Regions from separate parts of the Macaca mulatta genome. Here region 2 is linked to region 1. The links are chromatin contacts, called in public Hi-C maps. All regions are on one chromosome and are shown on one strand. The core of a region is the stretch at or near the end of the contact, and the rest is flanking DNA. Distances in the headings are between cores, read along the strand shown.

What was found. A called contact is a pair of places that touch in the nucleus more often than the background predicts.
Region 2: a Hi-C map of CD4 T cells shows a contact between it and region 1, with 2.5 times the contacts expected there. The contact joins two enhancer-like sites. A contact is called at or near these places in 5 of 14 Hi-C or Micro-C datasets (CD4 T cells, blood, fibroblasts and 1 more).

The regions. Positions count from the first base shown.
Region 1 is chr14:86,293,713-86,297,581 of T2T-MMU8v2.0, forward strand. SYTL2 (synaptotagmin like 2) reads right to left here. Exons shown (of 21, transcript XM_077964145.1): 18 at 1,730-1,808. Among named protein-coding and RNA genes, the nearest start is that of CCDC89, 14 kb to the left of the region's middle. Within about 2 kb of position 1,884, at least 4 of the 40 cell types and tissues checked have an H3K27ac peak or open chromatin away from gene starts, as enhancers often do. A contact at or near this core is called in CD4 T cells, where this site is marked.
Region 2 is chr14:86,440,748-86,444,774 of T2T-MMU8v2.0, forward strand. It overlaps SYTL2 (synaptotagmin like 2), which reads right to left. Exons shown (of 21, transcript XM_077964145.1): 3 at 3,092-3,240. The region is part of intron 1 of CCDC83 (coiled-coil domain containing 83); the gene reads left to right. Among named protein-coding and RNA genes, the nearest start is that of SYTL2, 8.2 kb to the right of the region's middle. Within about 2 kb of position 2,419, at least 3 of the 40 cell types and tissues checked have an H3K27ac peak or open chromatin away from gene starts, as enhancers often do. A contact at or near this core is called in CD4 T cells, where this site is marked.

The DNA.
Region 1 (3,869 bases), core at 634-3,133:
TAACCTCAAGGGATCCACCTGCCTCAGCCTCCTAAAGTGTTGGGATTACAGGGGTGAGCCACCACACCCGGTCAAGAGTGGTTACACATTTTATAGGGATATTGTATGTATATATGTAATAGTTAATATTATGGGCAGACAGTTACTAAGAACTTGGCTTAGTCTTATATTGTTGTCTAGACTGGGTTCATATGAACAGAGGAATGCCACCAGATTTTTCTGACTGGGTTAGCTCAATCAGTTAACCAAACAGTATTTAGTGAGCATCTATCATATGCTCATCTTATGCTATGCTAGGAACATCATTAGATATACAGAGAATACATGAAATAATCTATGTCCTTGGGAAATGTTTATAGTTATGCTGGAGAGAATAATTCAAATAAAATGATAAAAATGTAATATACAGTGAAACTCCAAGTTATTACTGCAATGTTCTAGAAGATGATACGATCAGTGAGATCTAATATAGTTAGGAAAAGCTTTATGGAGGAGATGGGGCTTCGTCTAAGATTTTGGTAGGTTGAGGAGAAGAGGAAGCCATTTCAAGGAAGAAAAACTACATGGGCAAAAATTCAGACATGGTGGCACACATCACAACACACAATACCCCTGCCCTCTACTACCAAGTGATAGAAGGTAAAAGGAAAATGGGGTTTCTATGAATGTTGACTTTAAATGATAGAATACAAATTATATGCAAAATAATCTACCTTTTAGGAAAATCCAGAAGTTACAAGGTGGTAGTCTGACAGCAATCTGGCCTGAAAATATGCTTTGCTTGCCCTCTAATTATTTCTTTTTGTGTGGGCGGTACAAACGACATTAGAATGCTTTTCTTTAGTTCAGTTACTATCCTCACCATCAATTATTTCTTCCATCTCACTAGCTTCACTGCCTGGTTACTGAAAGCATTTGAGTTTACAACCTCTGATTTCAGCCATAATGTTCATACAGATTCTTAAAGAGACTAACTTGGGGAACTCCCTTGGGAAATGGATCAAGGAGCTGGCTGGCATTCATTTCCTGCTAGTCTCTTGCTCCTTAACTGGGCTGAAGACCTGACAAGGAGGCAACTGATAATCTTGAGGGAAAAGCTTTATCTCTTAATGAGACCCTGAGAGTGGAAGGCCAATGAGCTTTAAGTTCTCTGGAGTCCTCCTAATTCCCACCTGTGAAAAAGAACACTCAAGTTTTATTCTTATAGCACTATCAATAGGTCCAAATTCTGAACACAGGAATACACAAATTCTGAATACAGGTCATTCACATTGTGCAGATACAAACTTTTTGGAGAGTGAGGTGAAACCTAAGGACTATAAACTAAACTAAAAAAAAAAAAAATGAGAATTTTCTCATAGAAACAGAAAGTAGAATGATGATTACCAAAGCTGGCAGTAGGGGAAAAGGAAATTGTTGGTTAACAGATACAGAGTTTCAGATTTGCAAGATGAAAAGGTTCTGGAGATCTGTTTCCCAACAGTGTGAATATACTTAGAACTACTGAGTTGTACACTTAAAAATGGTGAAGATGGTAGATTTTATGGTTTTTGTCACAATAACAAAAAAAGAACTTTCTTATTTACAACTGTGAATAGACTCATTTGGTCTATACGTTACTAACTTGATAAGTTTGTTTAGGGCCTCACCTTTGAAAATGCATAATAAATACTGGGAGAAGAGAACGATAAGGAAAGGAAATAAATCTGAATAGAAAATCATTACATACCAGGGACTGGCTCTGGGACATACTGGAGAGCTAGTTTCATTTCACCTCTGTTTTCTGCTTCAAGGGCAACTGGTGCTGTCTGAAAAGTGAAGAAATGTCAGCAGGTGTGAGACAGACTTTTCATTCTGTTTGTTGGTACAGGTCCTATTAGAGAACCATATCTGTCCCATTTCTGGGACCATGTGTCACTCATGAGTGCTCTGGATTAAACTTTATCTCTGCATCAGAACTAGACTGTTGCCTTAATACCTGGGAAAGCTAGGCTGTATATCTTGAAAAATCTTGCAGGATACCCAGAAAATATTTCAAGGCCTTTAGTCTCAAAGATGGTGAAGAAACCAGAATGGCTTTCTTGGAGATGGGAGAGGTTTCTTAGAATGCTTTAATCTTAATCAAAACACAAATATTTTGTTAGCTATTCAGCCAGCATATATGACAATTTATTTGTATTCCCTTTATTTGAAGGAGTATGAGACAGTGTGTGAAAGTAAGGGGGAAAAGGCTATATCTTACATTTTCAAAGCTGCACTAATCTGATTATTTTAGGCCAAATGCAAAGAAGTCTGTAAGTATAACAAAGACTGAACAAGAATTTTTTTTTTTTTTTTTTTTTTTTTTTTTGAGACGGAGTCTCGCTCTGTCGCCCAGGCTGGAGTGCAGTGGCCGGATCTCAGCTCACTGCAAGCTCCGCCTCCCGGGTTTACACCATTCTCCTGCCTCAGCCTCCCGAGTAGCTGGGACTACAGGTGCCTGCCACCTCGCCTGGCTAGTTTTTTTGTATTTTTTAGTAGAGACGGGGTTTCATCGTGTTAGCCAGGATGGTCTCGATCTCCTGACCTCGTGATCCGCCTGTCTCGGCCTCCCAAAGTGAACAATAATTTTTAAAATTTCTATCTGTTATTTTCAAGTACACCTTGAGTATTCCCTATCTGAAATGCTTGGGACCAAAAATGTTTCAGATTTCGGATTTGTTTTTGAATTCTGTAATATTTGCATATACATAATGAGATATCTTAGGGATGGGACCCAAGTCTAAACACAAAATTCATTTATGTTTCATATACATCTCCCACACATAGCTTGAAGGTAATTTTATATAATATTTTTAATAACTTTATGCAACCTATCACATGAGGTCAGGTGTGGAATTTTCCACTTGTGGCATCATATCGGCACCCAAAAAGTTTCAGATTTTGGAGCATTATGGATTTGAAATTTTTGGATTAGGGATGCTAAACCTGTAAGAAAGATAGTTTTACTTTCAAATTCGGGCTCTTTAGAGCTTTATTTTCAAAACATGGGTATGTATCAGAAACATAATGGTAGCCAGTTAAAAATGATATGATTTTGGTATCTTCTGAGGAGTTCAGGTCTTGGGTAGGGCTAGAAATAAGTGCTTCATGTGATTTTGATATAACATTTGAGAATCATTTCTTTAGTGGAACTAAAACAGTTCCACTGTTGTGTAGACAATAAGTAATGGTTTGTATTAGTTATTTATATTTATCACTTCCTACTATGATGGACTAGCTTGGATCACATCAACCCCTAAACTAAGAACAATTTAAAAGGCGGGATTTTAAATATCAAATTGAAAGTGCTAAATAAGTATTAATACAGACGGGACTCAAATGAACAAGATCTTAGAGTGTGACATTCTTCTAGGCTTTTCACTTTGAGGCATTTAAGTAGTGCCAAACTGAGCACATAAAAAGCCTAACAGAAAGAGACTGAAAAGGTGAGCAGGACTTTTAGCAGTTTCATGAGGCCGGAGAGACAAAACTTGGAGTCCATGGCCTGCCAAGAAGGAATGGCATTGGAAAAGCACTCTAAACCAGTGGTTTTCAAAGTATGGTTTCTAGGCCAGCAGCATTGATGGGGAACCTGTTAAAAAATGTATATTCCTGGGCCCATAAATCTTGGGAATAGGGCTCAGAATCAGGTGGGTGGTTTTTTTTGTTTTTTGTTTTTTGTTTTTTTTTGAGACAGGGTCTTGCTCTGTTGCCCAGGCTAGAGTGCAATGGTGTGATCTCAGTTCACTGCAACCACCACCTCCCGGGTTCAAGTGATCCTCCCATTTCAGCCTCTTGAGTAGCTGGGACTACAGGTGCATAACACCAATCCCAGTTAATTTCTTTGC
Region 2 (4,027 bases), core at 1,169-3,668, 150 kb after region 1:
TTAGCAAACTAATGGAGGAACAGAAAACCAAATACCACATGTTCTCATTTATAAGTGGGAGCTAAATGATGAGAACTCATGGACACATAGAGGGGAACAACACACACTGGGGCCTATCAGAGGATGGAGGGTGGGAGGAGGGAGAGGATGAGGAAAAATAACTAATGGGTGCTAGGCTTGGTACCTGGGTGACGAAATAATCTGTAAAACAAATCCCCATGACACAAGTTTACCTATATAACAAACCTGCACATGTACCCCCAAACTTAAAATAAAAGTTGAATTTTTAAAAATCAGTGATTTATGTGAATTCAGATGTCACAATAACATAGAGGTGTTATCATGCATGTGTAACTTATTTGTCAGGTACTACTTTCTGGCATTCTCACAGTATGGCATGCCTGGTTTACTTTCTGGAAAGAATAACCATTTATTCATTTATCCAAACATTTGCTAAATATCTCTGAGCACCTTTTACATGTCAGGCTCTGTGCTAGGCACTGGTGGTATAATGGTGAAGCAGAGAGACATGGTCTACACCCTTACAGAGCTAAGATATTAGCTTGAAAGATTGACACTGAATGAGTTCATTTCAAGGGCAAGGAGAGCTACAAAGGGGAGGTCAAGTGCATTCTGAAAGCTGTGGTCACACTAGTGGCTGCCCCTATCCCCGCAGCATTCACCAGGCAAGCTAAGGGCTTCTTCCTGCAAGCACCTCAACACTCAGTCCTGAGTGAGGACTTCTCTGACCCGCAGTGGGTAGGGGCATGGTTAGCCCCTGCAGGCTATCGGGGTTGGGAATCAATGCCCTCAGGAACGTCCTCAACTCATGACAAATGAGAGTTAACCACCCAGCTTCCTCACCCTCTGGGTGGGACAATTCTGAGTGTATTCTCTGCTGTCTCCCAGGGTTTCCAGTGAAACCAAGCCCCTGTTACCCATCTCCCAATAACTTGTTTGCTAACATATCCTGAATTGGCTTTTATTCCTCCCTCATGTCCCCATTTTCCTACCATAGCTTTCCAAGACTACTTCCCTAATAAACTACTTGCACTCAAACCCCCATATAAAGGTGTTTCTGGGGGAACCCAATTGGAGCATATAACAAGGGGACCTGACCTAGACCTGGGTGGGCCTGGATCTTGGAGGGCCTTATCAGCCATGTCAGAAACCCTTTCCTAAGAGATCTGTGGAAAGCCATTTATGGTCTTAAGGGAATGGGTCTGTGGAAGAATGTGAAGAAAGGACTGAATTCAGGATGGCTAGATAGGAAGCTATTTCATCAGTCAACTCAGGAAAGACTGGGACCTGTACTAGGGTGGAGGTAGTGAAGAGAAAGCCTGACATAGTGCCTAGCTCAGAGTAGCTGCCCAACAAATATAATCTAAAATACTTTTGGATGAAAATTAATGACTGGGTTAAATCTACTGTAGAATGTGTTCAATTCCAGCTGTGGCCAGTGGAATCTGTCAATAGACTATTGAAACTTGAAGCTTGATTAGATCTGGAGGTAAGGAAAATTAAAGAGTCTAAAATGGGCCAGGCATGGTGGCTCATGCCTATAATCCCAGCATTTTGGGAGGCCAAGGCGGGCAGATCACTTGAGGTCTGGAGTTCAAGACCAGCCTGGCCAACATGGTGAAACCCTGTCTCTAATAAAAATACAAATTGGGTGTGGTGACACACTCTTGAAATCCCAGTTACTTGGGAGGCTGAGGCAGAAGGATTACTTGAACCTGGGAGGCAGAGCTTGCAGTGAGCCAAGATCACGCCATTGCACTCCAGCCTGGGTGACAGAGCAAGACTCCGTCTCAAAAAAAAACAAAAACAAAAACAAAAACAAAAAACAAAATAAAATATAAAATATAAAATAAAATAAAATATAAAATAAAATAAAATAAAAGTCTAGAATGACTCCTAATCTTCAGGCTTGAAGAGCTAAGTGGAGGCTGGTGTCATTTTCTAAATATGGAACATAGCCTCAAGGAGAAGAGGCAAATTGGAGGGGGTGGAAGATAATGAGTTTGGGGCATGGTGTGACTGTGAGCCATCTAACTGATGCTGAGTGTGTGTGTGTGTAGTCTTGGAGCTGGGTCCAAGATGCATATTTGGGTCCCATCAAATTTAGACACTAACTAGGTGGAGAAAGCCCTCTCTGGCTACACGGAAAATATGACACAGAAAAGTTTCACATTCTCCTACTTTCCAGCATTCTCATATAACAGTTAAAAGGCTACAAGGAAGAATTAACATTTATTGAGGACCTACTGTGTGCCAGGAATTGTACCCAGTAATCTTCAGAGCAGCCCTGAGAAGTATGCAATATTATGTCCATTTTCTAGATCAGGAAACTGAGATACAGAAAGGTAGAGTAACTCATCCAAGGTCACACAACTAGTAAGCAGTTTCAGAACCCTGAACTGACTCCAAATTTCATGTTCTTAAACAAAATAAGCATCAACAAAGTATGGTTATGGGAAGTATATCTCTCAGTCTCACCAGATGCCTCAATGGGTACTTCCCAAAGTCAGGGGCATTCGACAGAAGAAGGATTTTTCAATTTCAGGGTCAAAGACTATTCTTCTCTGCAATACCCCTTTCAACTGCTCATGGCTTCACTTGGACAGCTTCCTCTCCAAGCAGTCCCCCTGCTGGTGACTCTATCATGTAAGCCCTAGCTGAAGCCTCTCAATTTCTGTCTCGGTAAATTTGCCTTTTCTAGACATTTCATTTACATAGAATAAGAAAGTGGTCTTCTGGCAATGGACTTTCTTAGGTAGTGTGCTGTATAAAGGGTAAAATAGTATGTCCTCAAAACCATATGAAGTGTGTAGGGAGTAATTCACAAACTTCTTACTCCCTTATTTAAAAATGGAGCACACTACCTTGGGTTTGCTAATATTGGTAGATATTCCTGAAAATGTAATTTTATTTTCCTTTCCATAAACAAATACAGTTCTTAAAATATGGAAGTTAGAGTGTATACTGCCTCATTCTCCAGATGTGAGGTAGTGTTACTCCACATATTCTCTGGTGGTGTGGTGATAGTAGTTTCATAGACTACTTCCTGGTGTGGAGGTGGGCATCTCACCTGAGCCATAGAAGGTTCCAGAGATTAGGCAAGCTGACAACTTGAGCCAAAGAGATGAGGTCATTCTTTTTGCCAGTCACTGCAATCTTGCAAAGGGCAGAGCCTGAGACAAGCTCCTTGGACCAGAAACTGGAACCAAGTGAGTGACCCTTAGGCAAAAGAAAGATTGAAACTGTGGTCAGTGGAACTCATTCTGGAACCTGACCCTGTCCTGCCTGTTCCCACCCTCCTCCACACTTGCCAGAGTGAACTTCTGTCATCATCACAGAGCCTGTAATCTTCTCTATGGCTCAGAGGACCCGCCATGATCTGTCCCTACTTGCTTCTCCAGCCTCCTGTCTCAACTTCTCTCCTATACCTGGGAACCTATTATCCAACCATGGTAATCTCTTCTGCTTCATTAGAAACTCATCATTTTCATTTTTACCTCTAGGGCTTTGTATTTGCAATGCCCTCTGTCCCAGGCCCTCCCACTCAATGCTCCAAACTTCCTGCTCATTGTCAAGTTTTAATTTATATCTCAATTCCTCTGGAAAATTTTCCCTGACTCGCAAGACTGGATTAGGTTTTCCATGACACCTTGCTTTTACCCCTTTTCTGGAAAGTATCCAACTGTTTTATAATTGCAGAATAACTTGATTGCTCCTCACTTCCCCTAGAATGAGAACTCCTTCAGGCAGAGACAGAATCTGTCCAACATCTGACCTCATGAGTTACAACAAGCTACAACTGCCCAGTGAAGTTGCTCCCGAATTCCTGATCCATAGAAACTGTGGGATAATAAATGATTATTATTGTCTTGAATTGCTACATTTTGGAGGCATTTGTTGTGCAATAATAGACAACAAATATACTAACAAAACTAATTAGTTTAAAACAACAATCTGGGCTGGGTGCCGTGGCTCATGCCTGTAATCCCAGCACTTTGGGAGACTG